Linked DNA regions of Rattus norvegicus: region 1 is linked to region 2. The links are chromatin contacts, called in public Hi-C maps. All regions are on one chromosome and are shown on one strand. The core of a region is the stretch at or near the end of the contact, and the rest is flanking DNA. Distances in the headings are between cores, read along the strand shown. Region 1 has its middle 180 kb from the start of Tle3. Region 2 overlaps Tle3 (TLE family member 3, transcriptional corepressor).

Region 1 (5,090 bases), core at 2,406-4,905, 140 kb after region 2:
GCTTTTGGGTGCCCATGGCCTAGACTTCCTAGGGAGCAGCTGAACTGGAAAACAATTATACTGAAGGGTGGAGACTGTTGCCTAGCAACACATCCCCAGGGAGGGCGTGATAACTGCGCAGGTGATGGGTGAGCGGGTTCAGACTCACACCTGTGAGGAGCAGCCCGGGAGAAGCAAGTGAAAGCCCTAGGATGCTCTACAGCAGAGGAATTGCTGAGAAGTGACTAAGAGGGATTACTGTATAAGCTTGGGGTCTGACTTCAAATTGCTAGCGCCATGTTAAAAACAAACATGACTGTGCATTCATGCCTTTAACCCCATTGCTGTGGGGGACAGAGACTGCTTCTAGCCCACCTCCAGGTTCAGTGAGAGATTCTGCTTCTAGAGAATAGGCAGAGATTGATAGAGGACAACACACACACACACACACACACACACACATACACACACACACACACACCACACACCACACACATACACACACTACTCAGACACCCCCACACACACACTACACACACACACACATACACACACACAGATAAACACAACACAACACACACCCACACACCACACACATACACACACACAGATAAACACAACACAACACACACCCACACACCACACACATACACACACTACTCAGACACCCCCACACACACTACACACACACACACACCATACACCACACACATACACACACTACTCAGACACCCCCCCCCCCACACACACACACACAGAATTCTGCCAGACAAGTTCCTCATGCATTTCTTGAGTTAGACTGGGTTAGCAGGGGAACAGAGCCAGAAGCATGGGTCAGCACAGCAGACTGCTGAGTAGGTGTTTCAGAAATACAGTTCATGGAAAAGTTAAAAAAAAAAAAAAAACCTGGGTGTGGTAGCTGATGCCAGTAATCCCAGCACCCGGAGACCGAGTCAGGATGCTTGCTGTACGTTTGAGGCTAGCCTGGCCTACATAGTGAGTTCTGATTCCTCTGTAGTTGCCAGGAGTCTAGAAGAACTGCTGGCACATAGTAGGTGGCCAGAAACATCCCTATTAAGTACATGAATGCATACAAAATGCTGGCCACAGACCAGTGTCAGCCGTTTCCAGCAGAGTAAAGAGCAGGCACGTTGATTGGAGAAGATGGCGTCGGTGCTTCGGGGAATGAGGAGCCCCTAGGAGAGGACAGCAAGAGAAAGCCTGGCACTTGGAGTGTGATGCCTTCTGTGGTACATTTGGAGTGGTCATCACCCTCAAGACACCTTCCGAGGTGTCTGCAAGGGACTTGTCTCCTCTGTGTCCCCAGTCAATGCTGACCCCATAAAAGCTAATGTCCTTCTCCATGCGCAACTCCCACCAAAGTGTCACCTTGATAGAGGGAGGGAGGAGTTCTGCCAAGGTGGGAAGGAAGTTGGGTAGATGACCTAAATGGGTCGTAACCATGAGGAAAAAACAGGAAAGAAAAAGTTCAATTAAAGATATTTTTAAGATTGAGAAAGAAGTTACTAAGTGGACTGTGGCTCTTTCCAACAGGAGAAAGGAACTCAGCAAGGGAAGGGCTAACCTCTGCTGGTGGGTGCCTGAGGCTCCCCAGGGCCTGGTCTCCCTCTGCTCCCTCGGGCTCCAGCATCTTCGCTCACCTCTAGTAGTGCCTCTCTTTTCTTGTAGCTCCCCAGGATCCCAAGGACATGCTGTCTCCTCCCCAAAAGACTGAACGAGAGCATCAGATGGGAGATATACCCTAGGAGAAATCTATTCAAATCTCTAAGACTGCAATTTAGTTGGGAAATGGGCTGAGATAGCAGCATGGCTCCAGGGTTCTCTGGGACTTGAAAGCAGCCTGTGCTCAAGGTCACACACACACACACACACACACACACACACACACACACACACATGATCCTAATAGACTTTAGAATCCAGATCCACAGCAAGGTAGGAAACCATAAGTACATTCCCTGCTGCCTGGGAAGAGAGTGCATAGTGCCATCCACTTGGGCTGGCATCTACCCTAGCCAACCGAGCTGACCCAGGAAGATAGTCATGGCAAGGGTAATGGACCGATGGTTTCTCTGCCTCCCACAGAGAGGAGATGCTGTTACCTCAGAGTCTTCCACAGGCAGCAGGGGCTCTGAGCTCCTGGCTGGCCTGAGCCCACACAAACCTTGAAGCAGAAGGGGATGCGATCTATGAGCTCTCACTGAGATTTCACGTGCAAGAAAGTTGACTTGTGGTCAGAATTAGGAAAAGAACAGACCAACATCTTCCTGTGGCCTCTCCCCAGCTCCAACATGGCCATTCTGAGAGGAGACATCAGTTTACTTCCCTTGAGCCAGGGAACTGTAGCTGCCCTGTCCCTTGCCCCCACGGTACCATGCAAGGTTGGAAAGAGAGCAGCCAGACAATTCAGAAGATAAAGGGGTGTCCACCAAATATTTGATCCAAAGAACCCACATAGTAGAAGGAAAGAAGTGATTCCTGCAAGTTTTCTGAACCTCCATTTGTCCCACAACCCCTCATGTGTGCATGGCTTGCACATACATACACAATGACATGTTTTTTTAATGCATGAAGAAATAGCATGCATACTTTTTTCTCCTCACAAATAGGCATTTTTACTGTGGAAACCAGGCTAACTGAAACTGCAACACCCTTGGGAACAGGCCTGCCAATCATGGCTGCCCTTTCATCCACAGGCTGCCTGCCCTGACTTGGCACCAACTTTCTGTGCAGAACTGAGCCTGGCCAACAAAGTCTGACTGCCAGTACCAGGCACCCTGGACACAGTCACACCTTTTGAAGCATCAAAGCCAGGGTAGGCATGCTCCAGTTATGCCCAAGGCCTTGTTTCTTCCTCACACTGGCTACCGTACAAGGAGTGAACAAGGGGGCTAGCCCATGCCATGTCCAAACCTTCTTTTCTTGATCAGCAAGAAGCCTGATCCAGGTGGGTCCTGGATTGATATTAATTAATTAGTGAAGTTTTCCTTCTTGCTGGAGCAGCTCTGACTGACAGTGGCAGGCAGATAGGGGTGAGGTTATAGGGTAGGGGTGAGGTTGTAGGGTAGGGATGAGGGTGTAGGGTAGGGGTGAGGGTGTCCACAGGAGCCCTAAATCCAAGCCCCATGGCATCACTAAGACACGGCCCTAGGCTGGCTGCATCCTCACTATGGAGGACCTGGGATAAGACTGTTTTTAGAAGTCCTGATCCAGGTGATGAAGGCATAAGACCTTGTCACAAGCACTGCCTTCCTCCACCCCTCACTGCTGTGCTGAGCTGGCCATTGTGACAGTCTCCCAACCCTGCACCACCGGGAGACCCAGAAACCCAGTCAGAACCCTGCCTAGGGAGAAGGCAAGTCCAAGACACCAGGTCCTGTTCTGCAGGCTGTCTCCTGCCAAGGGACATGGGGGCACTTCTGGGAAATAAAATGTGGACAACAAGGATGTCTTTGTATTTTAGACCTGTTGCTGCTCTCTGGCTGGGTGACCTGGGGCAAATTAATTACCCTCTCTGAGCCTTCGTTCTCCCTCAGCCCTAAAAATAATTACAGCAGCCTCAAGGGCTAATTGTTGAGCGGCATGAGATGAGCACAAAGCCCTTAGCCTCCTCTCTCCAGGGCAAGCATCTTGTTTACCCTTGCTGTAGGCACAAGGACTGCACAGAGTAGTCTCTGTGTTCCCTTCTTTCTAAAGAAAAGGCCAAACACACTGGGCCATTGTCACTCTTGCCAATACATTGTCTCATTCAGTTCCCACAGCAGCCTGGCAGAGTCCAGCACTCACTGTCCATGGCTCTCAAGTGCAGGAATTCAGTCACCCATGGTTTGAAAATACTTGGGAAAAAAAAAACGTATTGGGTCCGTACTGAAAACGTACTGGCTCTCTCCCTTACCACACTTTAGCCGAGTATCCCAACTATTTACATACCATTTGTGTTGTCTTGGATAGCTCACAGAATCCGGAGATGCCTTAAAGAGGAAGTGAACAAGTATGCAAATTATATGCAAATATAGCACCACCTCATAGGCGGGGTTTCAGCACCTGTGGCTTTGCCATGGTGGAGAATATGGATAGAAGTTTATATACAGTTAATGAAATTGTTACATTGTGTCATCAGGCCAAGGGCTCATTGACAGTAGTCCTTTGCGTGGGCCTATGTGTAGGACACATAAGCTATTGTGTCTAACAACCTTAGCTAAGGGTTGGACCATGGATAGAAGGGAAGCTAAGGAAGGGAAGAAAAGGAGCCAAAAACTGCCTGTGTCCCCTCCAAGAAGAGCTGATGGTCACCAGCAGGGGTGTCTGTACTGAATATCCCAGAAATGTTGCAGGTTACAGCCACTTGGATGGCCCGAACCCTGCTAAGACCTCCTTAAATGCCTCCTTGATGTTCATAGGCGAAGGATTGCCTGACATGGAGGTCCACATGTCCAGCTAAGTGCTCTTTGCACGACTCTCCTGAAATCTAATCCCACAGAGACTACACTGGCTGAGGCTAAGGAGACCTGACCTGAACTCAACAAACTACTCCCTCCTCCAAATCTTGGTGTCCTTTGTGAAATGGGTATACCTGTAGGATCTACTCCTCACGACTGGTGGGATGATAAAAATGAGCAAGTGTGTCACCATTGTGCCACATACAGCAAGTGTGTCACCATTGTGCCACATACAGCAAGTGTGTCACCAATGTGCCACATACAGCAAGTGTGTCACCAATGTGCCACATACAACATGAGCAAGTGTGTCACCAATGTGCCACATACAGCAAGTGTGTCACCATTGTGCCACATACAGCAAGTGTGTCACCAATGTGCCACATACAGCAAGTGTGTCACCATTGTGCCACATACAGCAAGTGTGTCACCAATATGCCACATTCAGCAAGTATGTTACCAATGTGCCACATACAACATGAGCAAGTGTGTCACCAATGTGCCACATACAGCAAGTGTGTCACCAATGTGCCACATACAGCAAGTGTGTCACCATTGTGCCACATACAGCAAGCCTCCATGTATGTGATCAGCAAATGTCAGCCATCAACATTTGCTGTTATTGCTGAAAAGACTGAGTGACTGGGTGTCCCC
Region 2 (4,999 bases), core at 2,157-4,656:
CAAGGACATCAGCTTTGATTCCACCAGCCCTGGGACTTCTTTGCCCTGCCAGACTCTACCCTGTCCCGACTCCACCAGCCAGACTTCAGCTTCCTTAGAAGCTCAGTCAGGGAGGCTTTCCCCAGGTTCCAGCTTTGGGTGGGAGGCTCTGGCTGCTGATGTTAAAGGCATGTACGCATGAGCTTTGAGCTTAAAAATGGGTTCCTCTCCATTGAAAGGAAGCCCTGGTGACCGTGTGGGTTTTAAATGCATGCATTATTTATCTTGCGATTGGAAACAGGCATGGGAAACTCTGTCCTGAAACTGGAGCTGGGGGATGACGCTTGAAGACATAAATCTTCTACGCTGCAGTCCATTAACAGATTTTGTTGAGCAAGATGAGCATGTGACTGGGGGGGGACGTTTGGGGGGGATGTTTTCCCTGTCGCTTCCTAGTGGAGGAGCGAGGGGAAGGGCAGAGTTGACCCATCCTCTGCCCTCTCCGACCTGTAATCGCTCACCACCAACTTTATTGCAGCAGCAGCAACTCCAGGCACAGCACCTCTCCCATGCCACACATGGTCCCCCGGTCCAGCTGCCACCCCACCCGTCAGGCCTCCAACCTCCTGGGATTCCCCCAGTGACAGGAAGCAGCTCTGGGTTGCTGGCACTTGGTGCCCTGGGAAGCCAAGCCCACTTGGCAGTGAAGGATGAGAAGAACCATCATGAACTGGATCACAGAGGTGTGGATCTGGGTCGGCTGAGCTGGGTAGGGTGGGCTGGAGCTAGAGGACACACCATAAAGGACGTGGCCAGTACTGTCACCTAGTCTGGTGTTAGCTAAGACTTGGAGCCATTGGTTGAGTGCTTAGTGCATGGGAATGCTGATTTAGACCCCCAGTGACTTACCAGGGGAACAGTCTGTTTATCTGCAACAGCCCCTGAATTCCCAATGGCATCCTGCCTATTCTTGGGCCAGCCCTGCAAGTCCTTCAGGGTGTGTTCATGATTGCATCGGGGGTTGTTCTTAAAAGAGTTTGAGTTGGGGCCTTGTTGTAGCCTTGTGTTGCTGTCTTCCTGAATCCCTGTATCTCGCCATTGGGAAACCTTCCAAGAGGTAGCGCTGCTGGGGGTGTTGCTCAGTTGGTGAGAGTGTTTGCCAAGCATGCCCGAACCCTGAGTTCATGCCTTGGCACCATCTAAACCAGGGGTGGTAGTGCATTCCAGTAAGCCCAGCAACTGGGAGCTGGAGGCAAAAAGAGGGAAAGGTTATGGTAATTCTTATCTGTGTAGTGAGTTCAGGGTCAGCCCAGAATCTTGCAGACCCTCTCAGACTAGTTAGTGGACCATCTCTGTGCTGGGTCTCAGGAATACTCCAGTAGAGGAGTAACTGGAGGGATGAGGAATCAGAGCTCTTGCTCTTGCCATCTGCATAGCACTGTTGGGTCTCAGAAGGATATCAGAGGGAACAAGGACCTGGCCCCATGCAGCCGCTTAGTAAAGCTGCCAACTTGTGCATTCATTCGGTTGGCTTTTAGGTTTTTACTGGTCCACATAGTCAACATCTTCCAAGCTCCCAGGGAGTTTCAGGAAGGACACCGTCCAAGCCCTACTCTGAGCTGTATCCTAGGAGCCGAGGCGGAGGCCAACTAATTTGTCCCTTCTTGACAGAGGAGAGGACAGTGAGAGCTGCTACTTAGCTGGGCCAGTGTGACAGAGGCCTAAGTTTCTGGGGGCTTTTTAGCAAAGAAACAGAGAATGGCGTTAAGAAAGCAAAACTGTAGAAGTCATTTCCAAATTGCATGGGATTTGTTTGTTTGTTTGTTTGTTTTAAAAAAGCATTAACCTTCTCAGCTCCCAGCTTTCGCTTGTGATTTCAGAAAGTATGGTGAGCCAAGGCTCTTTTGACACACCAGGAAGCAGGCTAGTGGCCTGGATTCCAGGTCATGCTGGGCACTGGTGGGAGGAAGCCATTGGGATGATATATAAGGGACCTGCCTTCATTGTACCCAGGGAACTAGAGTCAGGTTAACCAGTGAGGTGGCTTTAGTGAATCACAAAGGTTAGCAGAGCTGAGAGTGACCTTTTACCTTGTTTTCTCCCCCTTCTTTTTCTTTGGGGTCCTGACCCTCCTCCTGCCCTGGCTTTCCTGCCTCACAGAGAGAGAGTCCAGCACGGTAAGTGAGGGTGCTCTTGGTGTAGGGTGGGTACAGGAGGAGGGTGGGCCTGCCTAGAGGTTTGTTCCTAGAACTACAGGCCTGGCAAGTAGCCTGTGCTACCCACAGCTAACCCCAGTTTCCCGTTCTGCTCTGTGGGTGGAAGCTGGGGTTTTATGTTTCGTTTGTCTGTGTGTGCCCACGGCTGGAAGACCTGGCTTCAGGGCTGATGTGTGGGTGACAGTGTCTCTGCCCATATCCAGTACTAGGGGTAGTTCCTGTCTGTCATAATGTAGGAGTTACTGTCCTCTGTTGCCTGAGCTTTAATTAGTGATCTCTAAGTCCCCCTTGACATGGTCAACTGAAGCCATTAGCCCACAGCCTTACATCTTCCCAGGGGCTTTTTGGAGCCATTGGCCTGAGCCCAGGACTCCAAACTCTCCCTGATGCTGCCTAGGTTGACGGTTCATCAACCCTGCACGTTGGATGCCTGCTTCTAGCATAATCCCAAACCCTCCTTTCTTCAAATGCCCAAGGTTTCTCCCTGCTCTGCACTTTTACTCAGTTTAAGAAAGTGCTAGCAAGCAGGTATTAAGGCCAGGCCGCCCGCCTGCATGTCTGCCAGCTCAGAGATTTGCTGTAAATCTTTCTGATCACACTGAGGCTCCGAGATTCTGTTTCAAGTGAATAAGCCCTCTGAATAAGCACAGTGGAGTCTGGATAAAAAAAAAAAAAAAGAATCCCCCAGCGATTAGCAGAGCTATTTTATTCCTCATCGCCGGGCTTGTATCCGGGACCATCTTAATCTGCTAGGGTGGCTTTCCTTATTACCTCATGTTAAGTAGGACTTGGAATGTCAGGTCTTTAACTAGCCATCCAGGCAGCAGCCTCCTCTGGAAGCTTCCTCTGCCTGACCCGCCTTCCTTTCCAGTCCCTGCCTCCACCATCCAGACTGTTTTCTTACCTCCCCTTAGTTGTCTTACCTGGCCTGCCTGCTCAGAAATCCACACCCCCCTCCCGCCTGCCCCGCCCTTCCCCCCATTGGGCTCAGGAATGGCCTGGCACAGAAGAAAGGAATGATTAAAGCTGAAATCCATCTTGATTGCTTTGCTGTTGATCCTTAAACCGTGGCATGTTTTTGGAGAGGCAGTTTGCCTATGTAGCTGGCATAGGTGTGTCCATCTGTGTTGTCTCCCCCACCCCTGCCCCAAACCTCCAGCCCTCTCCAGCTCTGATCCAGTCTCAGCCTTGTGAGGTCTTGTGTCTTGACCTCGGAGCCCCAGTCTCTGGCACAGCATGGGAATCACCCTGCCCAGACAGCCTCTCTCAGCTCTGATAGGCAGACCCCTTGTAACAGGACATGGTCAGCAGGGGGCCTTCCCCAGGAAGTAGGTATTGGAAGCCCAGCACCCACTTCTTCATACCTATTCCCTTTTGGCTTTGCACTCCTGCTGAAAGCTTTCTGACAGAAACCCAGGGGGACCCCAAGTGTGCAGTCCTTCCCGGCATAATGCTCCTGGCATCCGAGCTAGGCTGACTCAACACAGACTGGAGAATGAACAGGGATGAATCCCATGACCTCTAAGGGCTGGGCATCTCAGAGTGGGTACCCGTGGGGGCTAGGCAGTAGGTACTATGAGAGCTGCATCCTCAGGGCCATGGTGCTGTTAGATGGTGGAGATTGACATAATCAGCCTGAGGAAAACAGGTTGTCAACAGTCAAGGGCTCCAGCAGGAAGGACAAGGCTGTGTCAGAGAAGGGAGGGGGACAGGCTGGAAGCTGCCCCAGAGGGGTTAGCCTGGAGTCCAATTAGAGGCAGCTTCATTCATATTTCCTTGCCTAGCTGAAGCAATAAAAAATACTTAGTTCTTTGGCTGCCTGCCAACCAGAGGCGGGCTGGATCGATGCCGCTAAATGCCTGACATGACTCTCCGGTAGCGGCGAGGGTTTTCAGCCTGACTGCATGAGAAGAAAGAGTTCCCTGTTCTCGCACTGGGTCGCAAGGAGAAACACGAGCAGCCACCCCGTCCCCTCCCTCCTCTCCATCACCCGCCTGCGCAGGGGCAGCCAGCCTGAGGGGCTGGAAGCATTTCTGCTTAGCACGGGGTGGCCGCCACCATCTGAGGAAATGAAATGAAATGACGGTGATTTTTTTTTTCTGCCTGTGCTTGCAGCAACTAATTGAATTGCGGCTGTGAGCGCATCGCCGCCGCTCGCCCGGCTGCGGGGAAGGTTGAGCTGCAGTTCCATTATAACCTCCATTTTTTTTCTTCAAGGCTTGATAACTCTGCCATTTTAATTTGCTTCAGGCAGAAACTTGGCAGGGAAGGGATGCCCAGAAAACCGGCTTAGGAAAGGAAATTAAGTTCTGTGGCTGGCTCCCTCACACACCATTCCCCAAACCCATCCACCTGCTGGCTGCCCCACCTCGTTCCCTGCCAGTGAACCCCATCCCTGGGCCAGCATTGGGGATAAAATAATAAAGTGGGGAAAGGAGATGAGAAGGATTACCCTACACGCCTTCAATGTCCTTCTTTGTGAGCACCTCATCTTGCTGTGTTTCCACACGACTCCAGCGTCCATCTTCAGCATGTGTGGACTTGTGGCCACTCATGTCGATATAGTTAGACCAGGATCCTCTGATTCGTTCTATCACTCCTGACATTAAAGTCAGTCTGAACATGGGTCGTTGTTTATCAGTACTTTTCTTATCCCTATGATAAAATAACTGGAAGGAGGAAGGATTTTTTGGCTCATGGTTTGAGGATGTACAGTCCGTTACGGTTACATTGTGGCTTGGAGGAAGGGGGAGTTGTGAGGTAACTAGTTACATCATAGCCACAGTTAGGAAGAAGCCAGGCTG

The links. Hi-C and Micro-C count contacts between places; a contact is called where the count stands out from the background.
Region 1: a contact with region 2 is called in a Hi-C map of Schwann cells, with 2.6 times the contacts expected there. The contact joins two enhancer-like sites. A contact is called at or near these places in 2 of 12 Hi-C or Micro-C datasets (Schwann cells and frontal cortex).

The regions. Positions count from the first base shown.
Region 1 is chr8:70,926,971-70,932,060 of GRCr8, forward strand. No RefSeq gene overlaps it. Among named protein-coding and RNA genes, the nearest start is that of Tle3, 180 kb to the left of the region's middle. Within about 2 kb of position 3,656, at least 53 of the 93 cell types and tissues checked have an H3K27ac peak or open chromatin away from gene starts, as enhancers often do. A contact at or near this core is called in Schwann cells, where this site is marked.
Region 2 is chr8:70,782,280-70,787,278 of GRCr8, forward strand. Tle3 (TLE family member 3, transcriptional corepressor) reads left to right here. Exons shown (of 20, transcript NM_053400.2): 7 at 518-722; 8 at 2,140-2,156. Among named protein-coding and RNA genes, the nearest start is that of Tle3, 31 kb to the left of the region's middle. Within about 2 kb of position 3,407, at least 47 of the 93 cell types and tissues checked have an H3K27ac peak or open chromatin away from gene starts, as enhancers often do. A contact at or near this core is called in Schwann cells, where this site is marked.